Linked DNA regions of Mus musculus: regions 1, 2, 4, 5, 6 and 7 are each linked to region 3. A link is a contact called in public ChIA-PET, HiChIP or PLAC-seq and promoter capture Hi-C data. All regions are on one chromosome and are shown on one strand. Each heading gives the region's core, a stretch centred on a gene start, on an enhancer-like site or on the middle of the called end of the contact. The rest is flanking DNA. Distances are from core to core; before and after follow the strand shown. Region 1 holds the start of Lncpint (long non-protein coding RNA, Trp53 induced transcript). Region 2 has its middle 3.9 kb from the start of Mir29b-1. Region 3 holds the start of 1700012C14Rik (RIKEN cDNA 1700012C14 gene). Region 4 holds the start of Tnpo3 (transportin 3). Region 5 overlaps Lncpint (long non-protein coding RNA, Trp53 induced transcript). Region 6 overlaps Lncpint (long non-protein coding RNA, Trp53 induced transcript). Region 7 holds the start of Tspan33 (tetraspanin 33).

What was found. Promoter capture Hi-C pulls out the DNA fragments that hold promoters and counts their contacts. ChIA-PET counts read pairs in DNA pulled down with a chosen protein or histone mark. HiChIP or PLAC-seq counts read pairs in DNA pulled down with a chosen protein or histone mark.
Region 1: a contact with region 3 is called in an RNA polymerase II ChIA-PET map of memory CD8 T cells, with 18 read pairs. The contact joins the promoter of Lncpint here to the promoter of 1700012C14Rik in region 3. A contact is called at or near these places in 1 of 484 Hi-C or Micro-C datasets (embryonic stem cells) and 2 of 115 datasets of contacts at active chromatin or transcription factors (memory CD8 T cells and pancreatic cancer cells).
Region 2: a FOXA1 HiChIP or PLAC-seq map of pancreatic cancer cells shows a contact between it and region 3. The contact joins the enhancer-like site here to the promoter of 1700012C14Rik in region 3. A contact is called at or near these places in 3 of 39 promoter capture datasets (the C10 cell line, cranial neural crest and embryonic stem cells) and 4 of 115 datasets of contacts at active chromatin or transcription factors (embryonic basal ganglia, embryonic stem cells, extraembryonic endoderm stem cells and 1 more).
Region 4: a promoter capture Hi-C map of liver shows a contact between it and region 3, with 2.3 times the contacts expected there. The contact joins the promoter of Tnpo3 here to the promoter of 1700012C14Rik in region 3. A contact is called at or near these places in 2 of 39 promoter capture datasets (both in liver).
Region 5: a contact with region 3 is called in an H3K27ac HiChIP or PLAC-seq map of microglia, with 6 times the contacts expected there. The contact joins the enhancer-like site here to the promoter of 1700012C14Rik in region 3. A contact is called at or near these places in 1 of 39 promoter capture datasets (hippocampal neurons) and 5 of 115 datasets of contacts at active chromatin or transcription factors (large pre-B cells, memory CD8 T cells, microglia and 2 more).
Region 6: a promoter capture Hi-C map of the 3T3-L1 cell line shows a contact between it and region 3, with 4 times the contacts expected there. The contact joins the enhancer-like site here to the promoter of 1700012C14Rik in region 3. A contact is called at or near these places in 4 of 39 promoter capture datasets (the 3T3-L1 cell line, the C10 cell line, liver and 1 more) and 1 of 115 datasets of contacts at active chromatin or transcription factors (pancreatic cancer cells).
Region 7: an HNF4G HiChIP or PLAC-seq map of pancreatic cancer cells shows a contact between it and region 3. The contact joins the promoter of Tspan33 here to the promoter of 1700012C14Rik in region 3. A contact is called at or near these places in 1 of 39 promoter capture datasets (liver) and 2 of 115 datasets of contacts at active chromatin or transcription factors (bone marrow-derived macrophages and pancreatic cancer cells).

Annotation. Positions count from the first base shown.
Region 1 is chr6:31,217,194-31,219,976 of GRCm38.p6, forward strand. Lncpint (long non-protein coding RNA, Trp53 induced transcript) reads right to left here and starts at 1,281. Exons shown (of 4, transcript NR_110471.1): 1 at 881-1,281.
Region 2 is chr6:31,065,616-31,068,398 of GRCm38.p6, forward strand. No RefSeq gene overlaps it. Among named protein-coding and RNA genes, the nearest start is that of Mir29b-1, 3.9 kb to the left of the region's middle. Within about 2 kb of position 1,411, at least 33 of the 459 cell types and tissues checked have an H3K27ac peak or open chromatin away from gene starts, as enhancers often do. A contact at or near this core is called in pancreatic cancer cells, where this site is marked.
Region 3 is chr6:30,459,666-30,462,365 of GRCm38.p6, forward strand. 1700012C14Rik (RIKEN cDNA 1700012C14 gene) reads left to right here and starts at 1,320. Exons shown (of 2, transcript NR_131049.1): 1 at 1,320-1,464.
Region 4 is chr6:29,608,544-29,611,243 of GRCm38.p6, forward strand. Tnpo3 (transportin 3) reads right to left here and starts at 1,306. Exons shown (of 23, transcript NM_177296.5): 1 at 823-1,306. The coding sequence starts at 942.
Region 5 is chr6:31,125,256-31,128,041 of GRCm38.p6, forward strand. All of the region lies in intron 3 of Lncpint (long non-protein coding RNA, Trp53 induced transcript), which reads right to left. Among named protein-coding and RNA genes, the nearest start is that of Mir29b-1, 64 kb to the left of the region's middle. Within about 2 kb of position 1,401, at least 247 of the 459 cell types and tissues checked have an H3K27ac peak or open chromatin away from gene starts, as enhancers often do. A contact at or near this core is called in memory CD8 T cells, microglia, pancreatic cancer cells and 1 more, where this site is marked.
Region 6 is chr6:31,158,097-31,160,862 of GRCm38.p6, forward strand. All of the region lies in intron 2 of Lncpint (long non-protein coding RNA, Trp53 induced transcript), which reads right to left. Among named protein-coding and RNA genes, the nearest start is that of Lncpint, 59 kb to the right of the region's middle. Within about 2 kb of position 1,360, at least 76 of the 459 cell types and tissues checked have an H3K27ac peak or open chromatin away from gene starts, as enhancers often do. A contact at or near this core is called in pancreatic cancer cells, where this site is marked.
Region 7 is chr6:29,692,870-29,695,569 of GRCm38.p6, forward strand. Tspan33 (tetraspanin 33) reads left to right here and starts at 1,345. Exons shown (of 8, transcript NM_146173.3): 1 at 1,345-1,675. The coding sequence starts at 1,574.

The sequences.
Region 1 (2,783 bases), core at 31-2,530, 760 kb after region 3:
CCCACCCATCCCGCCTGTGGGGGCAACCTGTGGTGGGGGGGAGTGAGGCAACACGATTAGGTAGTGATAGAGAGGGGGGACATACAACCCCCCATCTCCAGAGCAAGAGGACGCATCCTGCTTCCCTCCGCCAAAATAATAGCCGAAGTCAAAGCTCCGGCTTCCCAGGGGCTGCCTCTCCCCCCACCTTCCCCCTAGAACCAAAACGTCGCGTCCCTCCCAACCGCTCGCCCCCAGCCCTTACTTCTTGTTGACGGCCGAGGTGGGGGGGCGTGGGAGCCATGCATGAGTTGCCTCTAGGTTCGGGATGTTGGTCTCCTCTGAGTGAAGAGGTGGGATCTCGAAATGGAAACAGTCCTCCCTCCCCCCCCCCAACCCCCCCCCGCCGGTCCCTCCCCTCCTCCTCCTCCTCTTCGTCTGTTTACCTCAAGTTTGAATTTTATCTGCGCAACATTAGCTGGAATGCGGACATTGAAAAAAAAAAAAAAAACCACTCGCTCTCAACCCGGCAGCAGCTCCGGAGGAGCCATGTGGCATCAAGCCACCGCAAAGGGGAAAAAAAAGTGCTCTTAGCAACACAAACATGGCGAAATAGCTCCGACATGCCCGTTTCACGCAGCAACCCTACCTTCCTTCGCTCACCCGCCGAGCATCCTGGCCCGCTGCCTCAGGCCCCTTGTGGGGGACCGTAAGGGGGCCCCGGGGACTGCGAGGGTGGACGTCAAGAGAGTCCACCGGGAAAATAGCACAGATGACGCGCCAACCCATCTGCCTCACCGAGAGTGCGGGGACGCTTTTTCCACCCCCAAGGTGGGAGTTGAGCACCAAATCCTGTCCCCAAGTCCTGCTGGACCCGTTTTCCCCACCCTAAAGAACTTACCTTGAGGCTGAACACTACACCGCTTTGCTCTCTTTTCTGGTTCCTTCCTCTGGAGTGAGGAGGAAAATGATGCGCACGTAGATTCCGAGAGCGTATTCTTCTAGAATTTTCCCATGATGGTTGGTGGGGAGCGATGGGGACTCTGAGACAGGTGCGGGGCTGCCGGCTAAAAGTTGCTCAGCGCACCACGGTGGGCGACAGGGTCCCCGGAGCGGGCGGAGGACCCCCACTCTCTGTCCCTGGCGTCGCCCACTTGTCACGCCAGGCTGCTGCGTGCGCTCGGCTGCAGAGGAGGTGGCGTAGTTTCTCTTTCTCCCACCTCTTCTCACTTGTTTTGTAGCCGTGGGCTCCCCTAATGCTTTCCTCTCCACAATGTTGTTTCATTATATCATGTCCATCATGTGACACCGGAGAGGCCTCTCTATGGAAACTTAAAGGGGCTCCCACGTGACTGCAGCAGCAACAACAGCAGCAGGACCGCCGGCGGCGGCGGCGGCAGCATTTGTACCACCACCCACCAGGAGCCCCTCGAAGCATCCCGAAGGGGCTTGTGGCGCTGCGAAAGCCCAGATAAGGGAGCCACTGCATCCGGGAGCTATGGCGTCGGTGCGTGCGTGGAGCCAGTGCTCATTACACAGCAAGCGGAACAGGAGCGTCCTTAAATCCTTTCCTGCAGTCACCAAGCCCACGCTCTGTTAAAATGACATTTCGTGGTTCCTACTTTATTTTCCCCCAAGAGCTGTGAGTTCCCTATCAGGCCTGATTAAATTTTACAAAGTCAAAAAGAAAAGCCAGATTTGCCCTCTCAGTGAGCTCACTCGCAGATCGTTGGTAGAACAGAAATGCCCAGAAAATAACAACCAGAACCGGGCATTTGGTCCATAATTACCATCACTACCAGTTTCGGAGCTTTCTGGAATTACATTCCTCCGGTAACTGTTGATGATGCTCTCAAGAGGCAAAATGCAAGGCAGTTTTTCTCTTCCGCGGCTATATTAGGGCTTTGTTGCTGACAACAGTAAAAACTTGTTTGTGTCAGGAAGTGAGGTATGAAGCCATGACCTGTAAGGTACAGACAAAACCAAAGTGGCAGTTTGGGCACTACTTTTCTGACCACATTCTTCCAAATGGTGACAAGATGACTGCCATAAAATGCGTGCTTGGTTGGAAATAAGATGATCAGGGAAACATGCTTATCCCTTAATCATACTGTGCATGCTACACACTAGAAATTATATATACATATATATGCGTGTGTGTGGACAGAGCGCAAACGTGCATTTTCCTGATATTCCAAACCACCAATTCTGTCCCCACTGCTAGCATTTAACTTAAGTATTAGCGTTTAAAGGCTTATTCGTGTCTAGTGATGTATGGAAACTAAGTTTGAAGTCCTTAGTCTTAATGACTTGCAATGTATGTGTGTGCAAGGTGTGTGGGGGGGGGGGTCTACTTCGAATCGCAATTCTCTGTCTCTACATTTTTATGTACCATGGAAAAACATCCTATAAGTAAAATCTATGATTAAATTGCTATTTTTCTGTTGGTTCACACTTTTCCGTCTTTATAAGGAAAACGGGGTTGGCAGAATTGTGGAAAAAGGATAAGAAAACACTAACTCAGTAACTGAGGAGTGGGATGGGAGAGGACCAACATTCCGGCCTGGCCTTGATTATCCGTCTCTCTCCATCACTTATGAATGCATTAGGTCTCCCTCTAATTCTAACACCCATCCTTATGGCCTTCTAACCTCAAGTCTAATTCTTTCATCCTTTTAACCCTCTTTTGCCTGGACCGCCCAGCTCAGGCTCTTTGCTTATGTACCCAGCTCAGGCCTTCCCAAATACTTAACCCCACCACCACCAGCAGCAGCAGCAGCAGGAAGAAGCAGCTGGTTCTCTTC
Region 2 (2,783 bases), core at 161-2,660, 610 kb after region 3:
CCAGTGACGTGAGAAGCCAGTCTGTTCTTGTGTTGAGCAAACTGGATTAAGATAACTTCCCTCGGGGCTTGGAGATTTCACAAGAACTATCACATCCTGAACCAGCACCCCTTGAGGAACACAGCTTCAAAACGTTAGGGCCACCAGGACTCGGCAGGCCTAACCGGTGTGTCTGGGCCAGGCCACACGTGTCACTGCAGTAGCTGTGCTCACACATCTGGAAGCCGTACCCAGAAGAGCCGAGCTTTGTAAGGGTTAAATCAGGTAGTACATGAGATGATCGAACGAGCAATACGGAACTTTCCTTTGGCATTTTAGTAGAGGGATGCAGCTAAGAGGTCCAGCTCACAAGTGAGAGGCATACACGGATGTGTCAAAAAAAGATACCTTTGCCTTGTGCCTCCCATCTCCGCACACTTGAATGAGCACCTGCAAATATATTCTGATTACTTCTCCATTCAAGGGCCTCCACGCGGGACCTGTGCTGTCGCTGGTGAGCACAGGTTTCTGTAGGTCTTCCCTGGTTGTGAACTGGCAGCTGGGTGTGTAAGAGTGGCTATCAAACTCCGATGGTCACTTAAAAACTCACTGGAGACTCACCGTGGACAAAATACAGCAAGACCTCTTTAAGGGTGATTTGCAAGCATGCACCTCAACTTCTACAGGGCCACAAAGACAACCTGCTACAAGCATTTTCCAGGGACAGACACGCTGCAGAGAGCCTTCGTGAGAGGAGCAGTATGTGGTATTTCGGTGACACACGAACCTCAGGGTGTATCCCACGGACGTGGGGTTCTCTACTCAGACACTTTCAAAAGGTCCCTTCTCTCTGCTGTCCAGTGAGAGACATTTATTACTTCCTTCCGCAGGCACTGCTGTGGATTGGCTACCTGCATTTGGCGACACTGGGGTGGTTATGACTAAGGAGCACGGCCCTTGGCCTTCCACTTGGCACAGCAGCGAGGTGTACTGTGCAAGCTGGTGTAGGAGCTGCAGCATGCTATAAACCTGTAGATCCAACCAGAGCAAGAATGAAGGTGTCTTGCACAGGGTAGGAGAAGGTCTATTTTCAAGGGGAATTGGTAAGCCCTAAGGCTTTAGCAATGCAGGCTGCAGAAGGCCCACAGAGGGCGGACATTACACTTGTCTTTGAGAACAATCCTTTTTGCTCACTCTACAGCCAGGCAGAGGGCAATTATGGAACTCAAACTACATCATTCTACTCTTTCCTATGTGGTCTAACTTTAAGCCAGAGGTACCTTTCATCAGACAAGAAGCCAAGGGCGTAGGCGGTGCCATTTCCAAAATATTGATCACTCAGGTTAACAAACTGGGAATGCTGTCCCAGCAGGCCCACACAGGATGGTTTACAAGAGATTTAACAACTCAACAAAGAGAAGCCCAGTGACTCAGCAGTCAAGATTCTAACCACTGCGATGTCCAAGTTAATGACTGCAATGCCCCTCAGGGAGCCTGGAACAGCAGAGGCCTCAAAGCTGATCCTCGAACCAGGATGGTGTGGGCCAGGTCTGTGAGCGGGTCAGCTTGGAAAAGAATACTATCTGCAGACCACATGAGGGCCAAGTGCCATTTTCTTTTTACTATTACCATGTTTCATTATCCAAATGTCAGGCTTCATCATGCCATCTCCACACAAGTAATGAGTATGTGGCCAGTGCTCACCACCCACCCCTCCCCCTTCCACATCCCCTTCCCAAACGCTCCCTTTCTCGTTCTGTGTCTCCTGTGTAAATGTGTGCATTGGATCTTGGTTTGCTTGCTTGTTTTGGATAGCCCAGACAGGGTTTCCCTGTGGACTCCTAGCTGACCTGGAACTTGGCTCTGGAGACCAAACTGACCTACAATGCACAAGATCCACCTGCCTCAGCTTCCCCAGTGGCTGGGCTTAAAGATGTACACTACCACATCCCACTGTTGAGTTTTGCTTTTCACTTGAGATTCCTTATATGGCAGGGAACATGCAGTACAAGTTGTCCTGAGTCTGGCTTGTTTGACTTAACACGACAACCCTCCATTCTATCCACTACTCTCACAATGTCCAAAGTCCATTCCTCTTGTAGTTCACGCCCTTCAACGTAATTTCCAAACAAGAATGGAGCGTCTGTCGGGAAGATCACTGGGCACTGGGATTAACATCTGAAGATGGTGACTGGTAAAAGAAATAGTGAGAAGCAGCCGTGATTATGTTACAGTCTGTGTTAACAGCCTTTGGGGCGGGGAACCCAGGTTCAGGATTAAGGTAGGGAGGAGGAGGAGGAGGAGGAGGAAGATGTGTCAAGACCCACACAAGGTGAAATCCAAAGTGCAGCAGTAAAGCCGTGGCACCATAAAGTACTAGCAGCTTCCCAAACTTGTGTGGCCACAGGCCTAAGGAGCGGGGCCAGTGCTTTAAGCAGTATCAGGGTCCCCATCAGATCACAGGCGCAGCGGAAGTGTTTAGAAAGTGGCTTACTGCATTTAGGCTGGCGAAGAGCCTCCCAGGTCAGTGTTTGAGAAAGCCTAATTACAGAGTAGCTATAATTCACCCTCTTCCCCCAGAGAACCTGGGAGCCCAATGGCCACCGCCCTATAGCTTGGTTGGCGGTGGGTTACACACCCAGTTTCTGCAGTGAAGAAACCTGCAGGAGTCTGTGAGTTTCCTCACACAAAAGTTCCATCTAAGGGCAGAACTGCAGCGAGGCTCACAATGTACCCAACTCCAGGGAGAAGACAGCACCTCGCTCTGAAGGGCTGGCCCTGGTCTCTGCAGAGGGAGGGGTTTC
Region 3 (2,700 bases), core at 70-2,569:
GGGCTTCTTAAAACAAAATCAGAAACCAAACAAAAACATTGTGTTGGGATGCGGGAGGATAAGCCAAGGGCCACCAAAGTGTTCTTGCCAAGGGAGTTACCAGCTCTCCCAATGCCAGAGGAAGGGTCTCCTTGGTAAGAACTCTCACTGCACCGATAAAGGACCAGACCCTTCCCCAGGTGGGCGGGGCTCCGCGGAGCCGCAGTGCAGCACGATGAAGCCTGTGCCTGGGACGGGAAGCTGCTCTGGAAGCGAGCGCCAAGTCCCCCAGGTGCCACCGCCAGTCACTTGTCCCGGCAAAGCTCCCAGTGTCCACATAGATGCGGAGCCAGGTCAGGATTTTTCGAATGTAAAATGGCCTCGTGCTTCGCGGAGAAGCTGCCCAGGGTGGGTTCTCTGCCGCCCCCTGGCGAGCAGCGCTGGTCCTGGTCGTGGGCACCGCGACTAGCAGCGGCCGGTGCCCACGCTAACTGTGCATCTAGTGGGTACGCAACCGGCTGGGATGCCACCGGGGCACAACCTTGTATTCAGGCTGATAGCACCCGGAGGCAGGGCTTCTACCCAGCAAACCGGTTAGAGGAATCAGGTACTGAGAATAGAGTACTTTAGCTCAAGGCTCAGAGGAGCACAAAGAGCTAGAAAGCTTTTCAGGGACAGCACCCACCACCTCCTGGTGGCTTCTGGAAGGGGAGGAAGCCTACGAAAGAAACCAGAAAAACTGCAGGAGACTTGGAAAGTTAGGGCGAGGAGAGGCGGTGCTCAGAAGGCACTGATATATAATCGCGCTCCAAGGCAGTTAGTTGGGAAATTTTAAGTTCGAGGCTACGACAATGATCTTTTTGGTAAATAGGGTGAGGCCACTTTGGCCAGGGCACTCAAGAGTACATATACAGAGCAAGGCCTGGCCTTCAGCTCCCATCTCTTTATCCTGGGGTGGGGAGCCAACCTGAGCACAGCAGTCACCCTGGGGCAGCACCTCCAGAGGATGCACTGGAGGCCAAACTCTGGCCTTGAGGGAGACAGGTCCACTTGGAATTAGGACGGGGTACCACGGGTGTAGGACCTTCTCCACTAAAGCTTCGCAGGATGAGGATCCTCCCTCCCTCCCTGCCTTCCACAGCCCAGTGTGGCAAGAGGGGCCTAGGGCTGCGGGGGAGAGAACCACTCCAAACCGGAATGATCTGGTTTAAGGCAAGCTGATTCTCCCTCCGCTCTCCCCCGCCCTCCCTTCTCCTCCTGCGACAGGCTGCTTTTTGTCGCAGTCCCCTGACCAAGGTAAACAGGAGGGAGGAAAGAAAGCTCTGTTTCCATGGCAACCTAGAGGGCGGTCGATTTGGCTCTCTCGGAAGTGCTTGTATGAAGGGGAAAAGAGGCCTCACTGGAAAAGCAACAGGGAGGAAAGATCCTAGCCGCGTTCCTGATGGGGGTTATTCTGGAAGGTGATGTGGGCCTGGAGTAGGAGAGGTGAGGGGCCTGGCACCCTCAAGTGAGGTGGCAGATGGAGCCCGGGACCTGGATACTCCAGGGGCTGGATTCACACCAGAAATGCCACCATCAACCTGGGAAGTATCAAACAGGTGCCAGAGCTCTCCGGGCACATGCTTAAACCCTCACGCCTTGCTAGCCCAGTCCAGAAAAGCTTCCATGGCCGCTCGCTCTGCTAAGCCACGGGGATAAGCCCGGCTCAGTCACCAGGATGAGACTCAGGGCCAAAGACAGGTTCTGTCTGAAAGACTCCCCACCCAGTTCTTGGAGAGTGAGCTAAGAGAGCGCTCCTCCCCTGAGAGTAAGGCTCCAGCATCCTTTCTCCTCCAGACTGGCCCAGCTCCTGTGTGGCACCATGAGAAGAACAGAGTAACCCCAGCATGGGTTGATGGGTGTGGGTCACCATCTCCTGAAGGAGGAGGACTGTCCTGTCACTCTTCAGAGGTCAGCTGAAGTCCTCACTAACCAGATAATTACCACACACTGAGACTTTTCTGAGGAGCACCCTGAGAGGGCCAGTAGCCTCTCAGGGTTCCTATCAGCGTCCTCATAAACTCCTTCTGTCCCGGCTTGGGGAAGATAAGGCAGCTTGCCTTGTCTTTAGCTATCATCTGAATAGCCCGGCCAGGAGAAAAAAGACAGAAGCTATGGGTTGGTCTTCTTCTGACCCCAGGGACGCAGCAGTAGAGACAGGGACTATGTGGAATCTGTATGAGGTATCTTGGTTTCCTCAGGCCACACGGTGACTCCTGGCAGTGAGGCTTCCAAGATTTGGAAATCCCAGCTCCGGAGCCTTTCCCTGGAGCCAGTGGAAGCACCTGATCTGTCGGGGGGGGGGGGGCTGGGGGGGGGGGAGATACCTTTCAGACCAGAACAAGGCAACAGATGGACGCGTTTTCCTTGTAAGATGCCCAGAAAGGCCACATCTCAGCTCTTTCCATGGCGTGGGGATTCCAAAGCTACCTGACCTTGGTGTCTTGCCACGATGCTCCCTTTAGTCCAGCCATGGTGCCGCTCCTTGGATGATGAAGTGTGTTGTTGGGGGCCTTGGCACCAGTGGCTCGCTCTTCCTCCTGCGTTTCTGTGGGTCTGTCCTCCATCTCCGGTTCTCTATTCAAATATCATCTCAGTGAGGAAGAGTCAAAGCTAGGGTCCCACTAGGAAGACTCCAAGGCCTTTGCCCTGACCCTTCTACCGGCTCTGTCCCCTTCCCAT
Region 4 (2,700 bases), core at 56-2,555, 850 kb before region 3:
AGTCTGTTAAGAGGCTCCTTAGTTTTCAAAGAATTTCACAGTTCATAGACTAAAACCTAAACACTGTCAGCAAAATCACAAGCTATTAAAATTCATAAAAAATAAAAACATAGCAAAGGTGAGTGTGAAAAATCATGGAAGAAAATACAAAGTGTGAGTCAAAAAATGAAAAAACATGAGCCCAAAAATTTAACATGTGGAAATACGATAGATACAACACACACTCCACCACATGCTCACAAAAATATGGACTAATTAATATAGCTATGATAGCCATCTTACAAATAAAAACGTACAGGCAGAAGAAATACAGTAGGAATCTGATATAAAACAAAAGAACTACAAAGATTTCCTGAAACCATAACTAATTTTTCTTTATATTACGTTGCACTCCAATGAGAGGAGAAAATTTGTACGAACACGAATCTAGAAGCCTGAGAAATTTCGAGAATAACACGAATGAAAATCGGCAAGGGACACTGAGGGGTGAGTAAGGCTGCCAAAGGGAAGGTATTGCCAGATGCAACTCTTGAATACGGAAGGTGTACCAAAAGCACTTAAAGGAGAGCCAGACCACAAGCGAGACGTACAGAACTACAAAACGGATTCCACAGACGAGGGAAAGGGCCCGTTCGTGACCAATCAGTTGCCACTGGTTTCCGAAAGGCAGCACATCTGTGGCTGCTCAGCCCCACCCCGCGGCACCAGCTCCTTCGGAAAGAGGATCTCCCACTGCCAAGCGCTCCACTCAAGCGGAGAACCATCCCATCCCACTCGGCCCTGGTCCCGCGCGGCTCAGAACGGACTCTCCCCGAACCTCACCGAACGCTGCAGCTCCCCAAGCCAAAACGAGGCGCGCTCCTTTCCGCTGGGATCCGGGTCGTGGTAAAGCGCTTGCACCGCCTGGTACACGAGCTGCAAGGTTGGCTTGGCTCCCTCCATGCTGGCGGGAGCGGCGGCGATGACAGCAAAGAGCCCGATACTCCTCCCTAGGCTTCCGCTTGCTCTGCCTTCAAGCGTCCTCACTGTCTCGGCCACAGCCGCTCCCTGACTGGCGCCATCTCCTCCTTTCTGGCCGTTACCAGGGAAGGGGGGTTCCTCGTGGAAGTTGCCCCCTCGGAAACAGCGGAGAGGTCGCTTTCAGGTTCCTGCCTCCTTTTTGTCTTGTCTTCCCGCCAGAATCGCAGACTCTCGAGTCCGGACACGGGTTCTGGCTTCTGCACCTCCCGCCTTGCTCGCAGAGGCCTACCTCCGCATGACACGAACCACGCAGCGAGCCGAAGCAGGGCTTCCCCGGGCCGGAAGTGGCCGTCCGTAGACTTTGGCACACTTCCGCCTGGTGCACCACAAACTGCCTCCTTCCCGGCACGCCTCCTCTTGTTTCCCCCGCCTCCTCCCGGAAGTGACCCTGCCGGACTAGGAGAACCAAGGGGAAGTAGGCACAAGGTAGTCAGTCTCCTAGGTGCGTAAGTCTTTATTTGAGCTTCAAGTCTGGCTACTCTTAACGTTCCTGACCAAATCTTATCTCGTCAGCAAGGAATCCAAAGTCTTTCCTCCCGGTTCCTACTTCTTCACCCGTCTCCAAGGAGTGTTTAAGAAACATCAGTTCAGCCGGGCGTGGTGGCGCACGCCTTTAATCCCAGCACTCGGGAGGCAGAGGCAGGCGGATTTTTGAGTTCGAGGCCAGCCTGGTCTACAGAGTTCCAGAACAGCCAGGGCTACACAGAGAAACCCTGTCTCAAAAAAAAAAAAAAAAAGAAAGAAAGAGAGAGAGAGAGAGAGAAAGAAAGAAAGGAAGAGAGCCTGTAATCTCAGCTCTTGGAAGTTAGCCACAACACCATCAGGAGGAATTCAAGACCAGCCTCTAATACGTGGAACTCTGTCTCTTTAAAAAAAAAAACCAAAAAAAAAAAAAAAAAAAACAGCCAAGCGGTGATGGCAGACAGGTTTAATCCCAGCACTCTGGAGTCAGAGGCAGGCCTAACTCTTGAGTTTGGACCAGCCTAGTCTACAGAGCAAGTTCCTGGACAGCCAGGAATACACAAAGAGACCTTGTCTCAGAAAATAATTAACAAATAAATAAATAAATGACAAACAAAATCAACTGTCTAGCAATCCTCAGTTAACATGCCAGTTTCCCAATATTGCTGCTTCACTAAAAATAACTGTTAGTATCTAATGAAGGCTGACCATGTGTAATGTAATGTAATGTAGTGAAAGATTAACAACCTTCCAAAATAAGTCCTTTTTTAATGAAATAGTTTTGGTTTGCTTATTTGTTTGTTTGTTTGTTTGTTTGTTTCGAGACAGGGTTTCTCTGTGTAGAGGGCCCTGGCTGTTCTGGAACTCACTCTGTAGACCAGGCTGGCCTCGAACTCAGAAATCCGACTGCCTCTGCCTCCCGAGTGCTGGGATTAAAGGCGTGCGCCACCACGCCCAGCTCTAATGAAATAGTTTTAAAGACTTATTTTTATGTGTATGAGTGTTTTGCCTACATATTTATGCATGTGCAACTTGGTCCTGGAGGAGTTACCGTGTGAGCTGCTATATAGATCCTGAGAATTGAGTGTGGGTTCTCTACAAGATCAGTGAGTGTGTCAACTCTCCAGCTCCTAAACCTCATTTTAAAAGATGAGAATTTAAAGCTGTTCATGCTGGACCATATTTATAATCCCAGCACTTGGGAGGCAGAGACAGGAG
Region 5 (2,786 bases), core at 151-2,650, 670 kb after region 3:
TAAACTAATTGGTGACTACATGAACACCTAACATAAACTCATTTGGAATACTGCGTACGTTTTCTTGTATGGGGCTTGCACCTTAAAGTTCCCTCAAAGAACAGCCAGAGCGCCCTCACGCATTTCCACTAGGGGGAAGACCTGCTTCCTGAGAACCTCGGCAAAGAGCTACGGGATCGCACTGAGAACCAGGGCACCAAAGACCAAGCACCCATACACCTAAGAAGCAGATGGCCGGAATACAAAATGGCTGTGAAGAACTTACTTTAGACCTTCGTCACTACATCTATATTCAATGCCATTTCCTCTTTCTGAACTGGGAACTATCAGGCGCTCCAGACAGAATTCGGGAGTGGAAAGCTTTCTCTCTCTGCGCCATTTATTTAGGGAGCACAAAGTGATTCCAACTTGAAAAAAATTTTAAGATTCAAATCTGGCTATTTAATGAGACCAGGGAGTTTTCAGAGCTGTATAGCTCCTGCTTCCTCAAAACAAGAATTAGAGCATTCTTTCGCATGTGGCCAGCACAGGAAGGGGGAGCCATTTACTGTAAATGCCTCTCTGATGCAACCAACCACCTCGTTCAAAGAGAGAATTCATCCAAGAAGATTTAGTCACTTCTTCTAGAAAAATGCCACCACACTGAATGTACACAGACCAAAGCCCACGCCCAGAGACAGGGATGAGCTGCTTGGCCGACAGAAAACAGACCAACAGACGGGGAAGAGAGATCTTGACTTCACCAGAAAAGATTCAGCAGTGTTCTTTCCGAGGTTGGCCTCTGAGACGGGCAAGCCGGACAGACATGTTACCATCAGTTCCTAAACTCATTACAGGGATCGTTCCCCTCTGCCTAGCTGTGAAAGCACCTCCTAAAAACTTCCTAAAAACTGGTTTAGAACCAGGAACTAGGCGTAATTAGTAACTTAGTAACTGTGGCTACTTAGTTTACAAAAACCTTTCAAATGCACAAGGAAAAGAGGAATCCTGTAATTTAAAATGTGAAACTGAAAGTACAACTTGATGAAGGTGGGTTACACATGAAGAGGGTGAGACAGAAGGAAACGCTGAATAGCAGTTGGGTTAAAAAAAAAAAAAGAAAACTCAAAGAAAAGCAGCTCTGAGCTTCTTTCCCTAACACCCCCAATCCACACAGAGGAAACTAGGGGAGGATCCCTCCCATTTCTGCTTACCCAGGGCACCCCGAGTTCTTCTTAGGGCAAGATGTGCGCACTTGCTTTTCTGGAGGAGGCAGGGAAGAGTCATGGCTGTGTTCTGATGAAGCCGGGGATCCCCTTGATGAATGAAACCACAAGGGGGTAATCTATGTTGGCTCAGCAAGCCATTGGCTACCGGGTGCTGAGGCGTGTGGAAGTCTCATTTGCCAACCTTCTGGTAAGCCTCTCACAGCCCATCTCAGGAGAGCCGCAGGATGCATTACACCCGGGCAGAGTCAAAACTAGACAGGGTTCGTTGTTTCCCTGCCACTCTCCCCAGCCCAGAGGAAACCACAGCCAACCACAAGGAGAGCTGGCTCCTCCGCCAGGCGAGAGAGAATTATGATGTCGACACCGGCAATTTACCAACGTATCCCACACCAATGCCAGAGCTTGCTCTCTGTATATGACTGCTGGTGAGTCTGAAGTAGGTACAGGCAGGCAGGTACCACACTCTCAGGCTAAGAGGCCGGGGCCATGGTTTGGGGATTCCATGGAGGTGGGAAAGTTATAAAAAAGGAAATGTTAACTTTTGTTGAAAAACTAACAAGAGCTGAAACAAAGGTGTAACCCAGCCTTCATAAACAAATGTTTCAATGTGTTCTTGAACAACCTGTGTTGATGCCTCTGTGGGGCCCAAGAGTGTGCCCCTCATCCAAGCATCCTGGGTCTTTATCCTGCACTTTACCATTTAGGGCCATTTGCCTGTCTAGAGAACTAACACTGCTGACCGCAGACACCATTGGGTGATTTCTCTCTGACTCTAGTCATCAGGACAACCCCACGTAGAGCATCTGTAACTTTTGTGAAAGGAGAGTCAGGTTGAGTTGCCTGTGCCTGCCCTCCCCCCAACCCCCACCTCCATGCTAGAGGGGTAAAATCCAAGCTGACAAATGCCGGAGGAAGAGCAGTCAGTGTTTGAGACTGAATCCAAACATTATGTCAGAGCAGTGGTTCCCAACCTTCCTAATGCTGCGGCCCTTTAATACTGTTCTTCATGTTGTGCTGACCCCCAACCATAAATTAGTTTTTGTTGCTACCTCATAACTGTAATTTTGCTGTTAGGAGTCATAATGTAAATATCTGTGTTTTCTGATGGTCTTGGGTGACCTATGTCAAAGGGGCTGCCACTCACAGGCTGCATTAGAAGATTGTGTGCCTGGGGAAACAAAAGACACGCTGCCAAAGGATGTGCACGAGGAAAAGGCGCGGGAACCGGACAGATGCGCTGCGCTATAGGCTTTAAATCAACAACTTTATATAATGAGTTCTACATGGACTCCCCAACTCAGCTACCTGACTCGGGCAACAGGCATCCAAGTGAATGTATGCCCTACACAAGTGGTGCTTGCTCTGAGTACCTAACTACTTCCAACACTCTGTGGACATAAAAATTCTGTAAATTGAGATTTAAAAAAAACCCACTCAGGACACATATCTGAAATGACACCATCTTCCTATATTTCTTTTAAAAATTTTTTTTAAACGTGTTATGTGCCTGCATGAGTTTATGTGCACCAGGGTCAGAGGCCAAAAGAGGACCTCGAACACCCTGGCAGTTCAAACCTG
Region 6 (2,766 bases), core at 110-2,609, 700 kb after region 3:
GGGTGCTAAGGGGCTTTGCCACTGTTTTCAGAGAACATTTTCCGCACAGCCTACTCTGGCCTTGAGTGTGATAGCCTCAGCCTCACTGTCCCTGTGATGATGGTGTTACAGGTTTGTGTCATTCCCCAGGGGGGTTTTTGCTTGTTTCAGATTCAACAGCTATTAGTTTTAGTGTGTTTCAAAAATCAGATCAAAATTCCATCAGTTTCCCAACTTCACAGACTTTCAAAGTGCTAAGTGTGCACTGGGAACTTACAGGGGAGGTAGTATGACACAGAACTTCAAATGAACATACAGGTTAAGTAAGGAGGCTGGCAAGATAGCTCAGTGGTGAGGGCCCTTGACTACCATGCACCATGCTGCCCTAAGGTACATCCTTGAAACCCACATGAAGGTGGAAGGAAAGAAGTCACCACATAAAGTCATTCCCTGACCCCACTAACACTTGTGCAAGCATGCATGCATGCATGCATGCATGCATGCATGCGCGCGCGCGCACACACACACACACACACACACACACACACACAGAGGGGACGTGGGGTTGATTTTAAAATACTGAACAGAAAACAAAAGTTCCCAACTCACTGGCCATGGTTTCGTCTCCTTTGTATTCTGGTGGCCCTGGCCCGGGGACTGCACTGGGAGATTGCTGTGCTAAGGAAGCAATTATGAGCTCCACTCAAGAGAGAACAAAAACGGATGGATTTGGAAGGGTCACTTGGGCACCACCAGGAACCTTGGCAGCAGATCACGAGCCCCCTCTTCACTTCAGGTTTTGTTGCCAACTACTTGTCTACACGGCCCAGACCCACAGGGCACCTGCTCTCCACTGTCAGCTGCCAGCTGCCCCGCCCTGGCAGGCAGCCATGGCAGGCCTCTTTTCCAGCCCTCTACATTCTGGACAACCTAAACAGAACTTCTAGCCTCACGGCATGCCCCTATGTTCTGGAGTCCTTGCTATGAACAGAGAACCAAAAGGAAAAAAAAAAAAAAAAAGCTCACAATTTCTTGAAAATCTCTTCTAATACAGACAGAACAAAAGAATTCAGAAAGCCTCTCACTTTAAACTGCTCTTTCCACAGAAATGTCTTCATTATTAAACTAAAGTAAGTTCTGGAAATGCATGGTGCCGGGTTCTTTGAAATTAAGAGCAAGATTTTCTGATAAAAATTATTGACTAAAATACAGTTAACTTGTTTGTCACTTTCAAAAGCCACAGATGAAATTTCTCTGAAAAACCCAATGTCTTTAAGAGAAAAAAAAATCCACAAAACTGGGACTCTGCCAAATGTGAAAGATACAAAACCATGGGCCGAAAAGGCTGTTGTCAGACAGCGACACACAAGTGAGGGCGGAGCTCAGGGACATAAAGCCGGGGAGGCTGCCACGTGGACTGCCATGGACTGCCGTGCTGGCTCCACCTGGGAGGGACTGAACATGTTTCCTCATTCTTCAACTTCAGACTCCTAATCCGAGGAGGAGGAGGAGGAGAGCGCCATTTTAAACAAGGTCAAGCAGAGCCTGCCCAGGAAAAGAACCTGATGCCGATGATCGCAGCTAAGTCTGGCTGTGGCAGCTTTGTCCCCTAGTTTACAGGAACCCAGGACAGCCAGTAGGTTCCCCCGTCTGTGGTTCTAACACTGTGACCTAACCTGAGACAGTGGCACTCACATTTGAGGCAGAACGGAGACCGGGCAAAAAGATAACACAAAGCAGACTTGTCCCTGAAGGCCCCGCTGGGAGGGGGGGGGGGTGGTGTCACATGATTTATTTCCCTCTTCCCACACACAAAAGATGGGATCCTATCTCAAAATACAAAATAGAATAACACAAAATACAAGAAGGAGAGGAAGGCACGGATGTCCTGAACTAGGGACACCAGGGACTGGCCTGAGGGATCACTGATAAAATGTAGCAGCAATTCTTCTCCATCCATCCGGTGGCCTCACCTTCAGGATGTGAAGGGTCCACACCCTGGTGGCTAGGTACCCCTGCTGCCGTGGCAGTCACGGTGGTGGTGAGATTTACTCTGGCACTGAGGAAGCCTCCCTTAAAGTTCCACGACAAGCAAGAGTTTCCTTTCTAAGTAAGCTAGCCAGTACGCAGTGTCCTTCCTCATATCTAGTGTCTTCCCTGTTCTCTTTCCTGAACAGAGTACACACCTATTGACTCAATTTAACAGCAAAGTTAATACTGCAGAATTACAGGAAGCCATTTTTTTAAAATGATACTTCACCCCCGCCCCCACTTGCCCTCCCCAGCCCAGGTGTGGTCTCCTGTGATCTGAGCTATGGGGCTATGGAGGGGTGGAGGTGGGCATCGGTGTCTCCACTTCCCATTTCCCTGCCTCTCGGGAGCTCTCCACTGTGGGCGGGCGGGCGGTTGGTCGGTGCTAAATGGGCTCCGTCACCACTATTCAACCCAGCAGCAATTAACACCGCATTCATTTTCTTCAAAGGCAAGCTGAAGCAAGGTGCCCCAGACCTGGGATAAGTTCTTGTCAGCCTTGTCTTTCTGCTCTAATTATTTCCATGGGTTTCAATCAGCATCTCCTGCACTGTCTTCCGCAAGTGCTAAGAATGGCTGCTTGGGAAAAAAATTTCAATGCTAACAATATTTTTCCTCACAAATACACAAGTTATATGAAGAAAGCAGTTCTGCATAGCTCTAACTGCTTGCTGTACAGTAAGTACTCTGAGACGCAAAGGTGTGCTGGCCCCAGGCCACTGTGCACTGGGAGGGTTCTGGAAGGATCATGTGACA
Region 7 (2,700 bases), core at 95-2,594, 770 kb before region 3:
CTGTCCAAGCTTCGACACACCTTTTTGTGTCCACCTGGATTTCACGTCCCCACTGTCTCTAAAATCTCATCCTCCTCGTTTCTCCCGCCATGACACCTTCTGGTGCTCAACTTCTTCCAATTACATAATAGTTATTCATGCAGTTATTGTATTTCCACACTGGATTTTGAATCCTATTGAAACAAAATACCAGGGCTAGAGATATGGCTCAGTTATTAAGAGCACTTGTTGCTCTTACAGAGGACCAAAGTTCAGTTCCCAGCACTGACTTAAGGAGCTCACAAATCCCGGTAACTCCAGTTCCTGGGGATCTGACATCCTTTTCTGGCTTCCATCAGCACCTGTGTGCACAGTGGTACACACACACACACACACACACACACACACACTCACACACACACACATTTTAAAAGAATCTTTTAAAGGAGTGAAAGTACCACATTTTAGTGAGCCCCCTTATCAGCCATCTCCGTGTAAGTCATTTGCATGCACTAACAGATTCTTATTTGATCAATGCCTTACGCTGCAGTTTTCCCACTCAACGTTACAAAAAGTGTAGCTTGGGGAATCACGCTATTGATGGCAAAATCAGACTCCTCCCCAGGTTAAAATCGTACTTGTGTAGCTAGTACAATGTACACCACATTGTACTTGGGAGTCAATCTGTGCATATCCTATTAACATGCCAAACACAAAACAAAACAAAATTAAAAACAAAAAACCGGTGTCTCCACGTAAACAAACGTTCTGAGAGGGTTTGGATAGAGAGGTTGGACGGTAATGAGAGAAAAGGATGGTTTGAGAATTCCACTGTTAGGTTATGAGGCTTTTAAAACGAGCATTTAAAGTATTTGATTGCTAAGCAGGGGTATTTATTCTTCTCTTTCTGGTTGTTAGTACCTGTCATTTGTCACTCTGATTTTATTGTCTTGATCCCTGAGGATCAACCTTCTTTTCTATTCCCACAGCGTTTAACGAATTGCTCAACACACAAAGTGCGTACTTGTTGATTTTAACGTACGTGTGTTTGCGTGCGTGCACAGCAACTGGGCAGAGGACGTGGGTGTGGGATGCAGGAAACATTCCTTTTCCTCATTCTTTTTCCCTTAAGCAGCTGCAGCCTGCAGGCTTTCCGTCTAGGCGGGCAGAAGCAGAACCACTGACCCTTTAGCAAGTTGTCCCTCACAGAACAGGTGTCTCCCCCGCCTCTCGGAGGAGAGGGATGGCTGGCTGCTTAGTGACATGGGCCGCCGACCAATGAGAAGTCAGCCTCGGGCAGCCTCACCAATGGCCGTCCGGGGGGCGGGCCCGGTTTCCTGAGAGCCGGGCGGGCCAAGCTGGTCTGCGGCCGCGGTGGAGTCTCCGCTGCTCACGCTGCCCGCCGCGGCTTCAGCGGCGGCGCCGTTCCCTGGCCGCGCGGCTCCCCGACGCACGGTTCGGGCGGCTCCCGGCGCGGCGCGGCTGCCCCGGCGTTCGGGTCCCCGTGGCCCCGCGGCTCCCGCCCCGGGCTGCAGGGCGCACAGGTGGGCCGGTGGCCGCTGGGAGATAGGCCCCCCGGGGGCAGCGGCGGACCATGGCGCGGAGACCTGGCGTGCCGGCTGCCTACGGGGACGAGTTCTCCTTCGTCAGCCCGCTGGTGAAATACCTGCTCTTCTTCTTCAACATGCTCTTCTGGGTGAGATTCGGGGGGTCAGGGGGCACCCGGACTCTCGGGCATCTCTGGAGCGCCGAGGGGGCTGCCTGAGGCTGGGAGGTTTGGCCTGGGCTGCCCGGTGCCCAGGAGCGTGTCGAGTGGTGCTTCGTAGTTTTCTGAGCTGGTGACACTTGGGGGCATTTCTCCGGGGGAGGAAAACCACAGTGGCGCCGTGTCAAAAGGGGACGTTAAGAGGTGGGCAATCATCCTTGCTGCCAGGGATGAAGCTTTAGCAGGGATGAGGATCTGTGTCAGGCCATGAAATAAAAAGGGTTTGGGGAAAGAAAGAGCTGGCTGGACAGCCCCATGGGCATATTTCATGGTTAGGGACTTTCAGGCCTGGGGGCTGGAAGGCCCGACTGGCCATACGGGGCGCGGGGCGGGGGTGGAGGGAGAGAGAAGGAAGAGAAACCCCAAGCCTTCCTTCGCCCCAGTTCCTCAGGGGCTTGTGTCAAGGGACTATATCTGTCCCTTTTGCAGGCCTCGGGTGTCTGCTCCTGTCAGGGCTGAAAAGGGTTAAGAATGGTCTCCAGGTCCGATGTGTACCCCAGCATGGCCCTAAACTTTGCCCTACCTTCTTCAAGACCAGCTTCTCTACTTGGAGCTGACAGGCTTCAGATGATTCAAATAGGATTTTGTTGTTGTTGTTGTTGTTGTTGTTGGGCTGGAAGCTATGGCTCCTTTCAGAATCTTTTGTTTGGGGTGGAAAAGTGTAAACAATATTAACCCCGAGCTCCTGACACCTGGATTTCCGTCCCCTCTCTACCATCCTTATTGATTTGACTGATCTGGGTAAATATGTTCAAGTCCACAGGCCTGCCCTTCCTCCCAGCAAAAATCTAATGCAGTGTATTGGGGGATGGCAGGAGAGGGCTGAGAATTCAGGGGGAGGGGGAGCCCATTAGAGAATGCTAGCTGAGTCCTGTTTCATAGCCAGAGAGTGCGTGGGCCCCTCTGGATTTGATAACAAGGGGAAGTCCTTCCCCATCTCTCCATTCTTCTGCCAG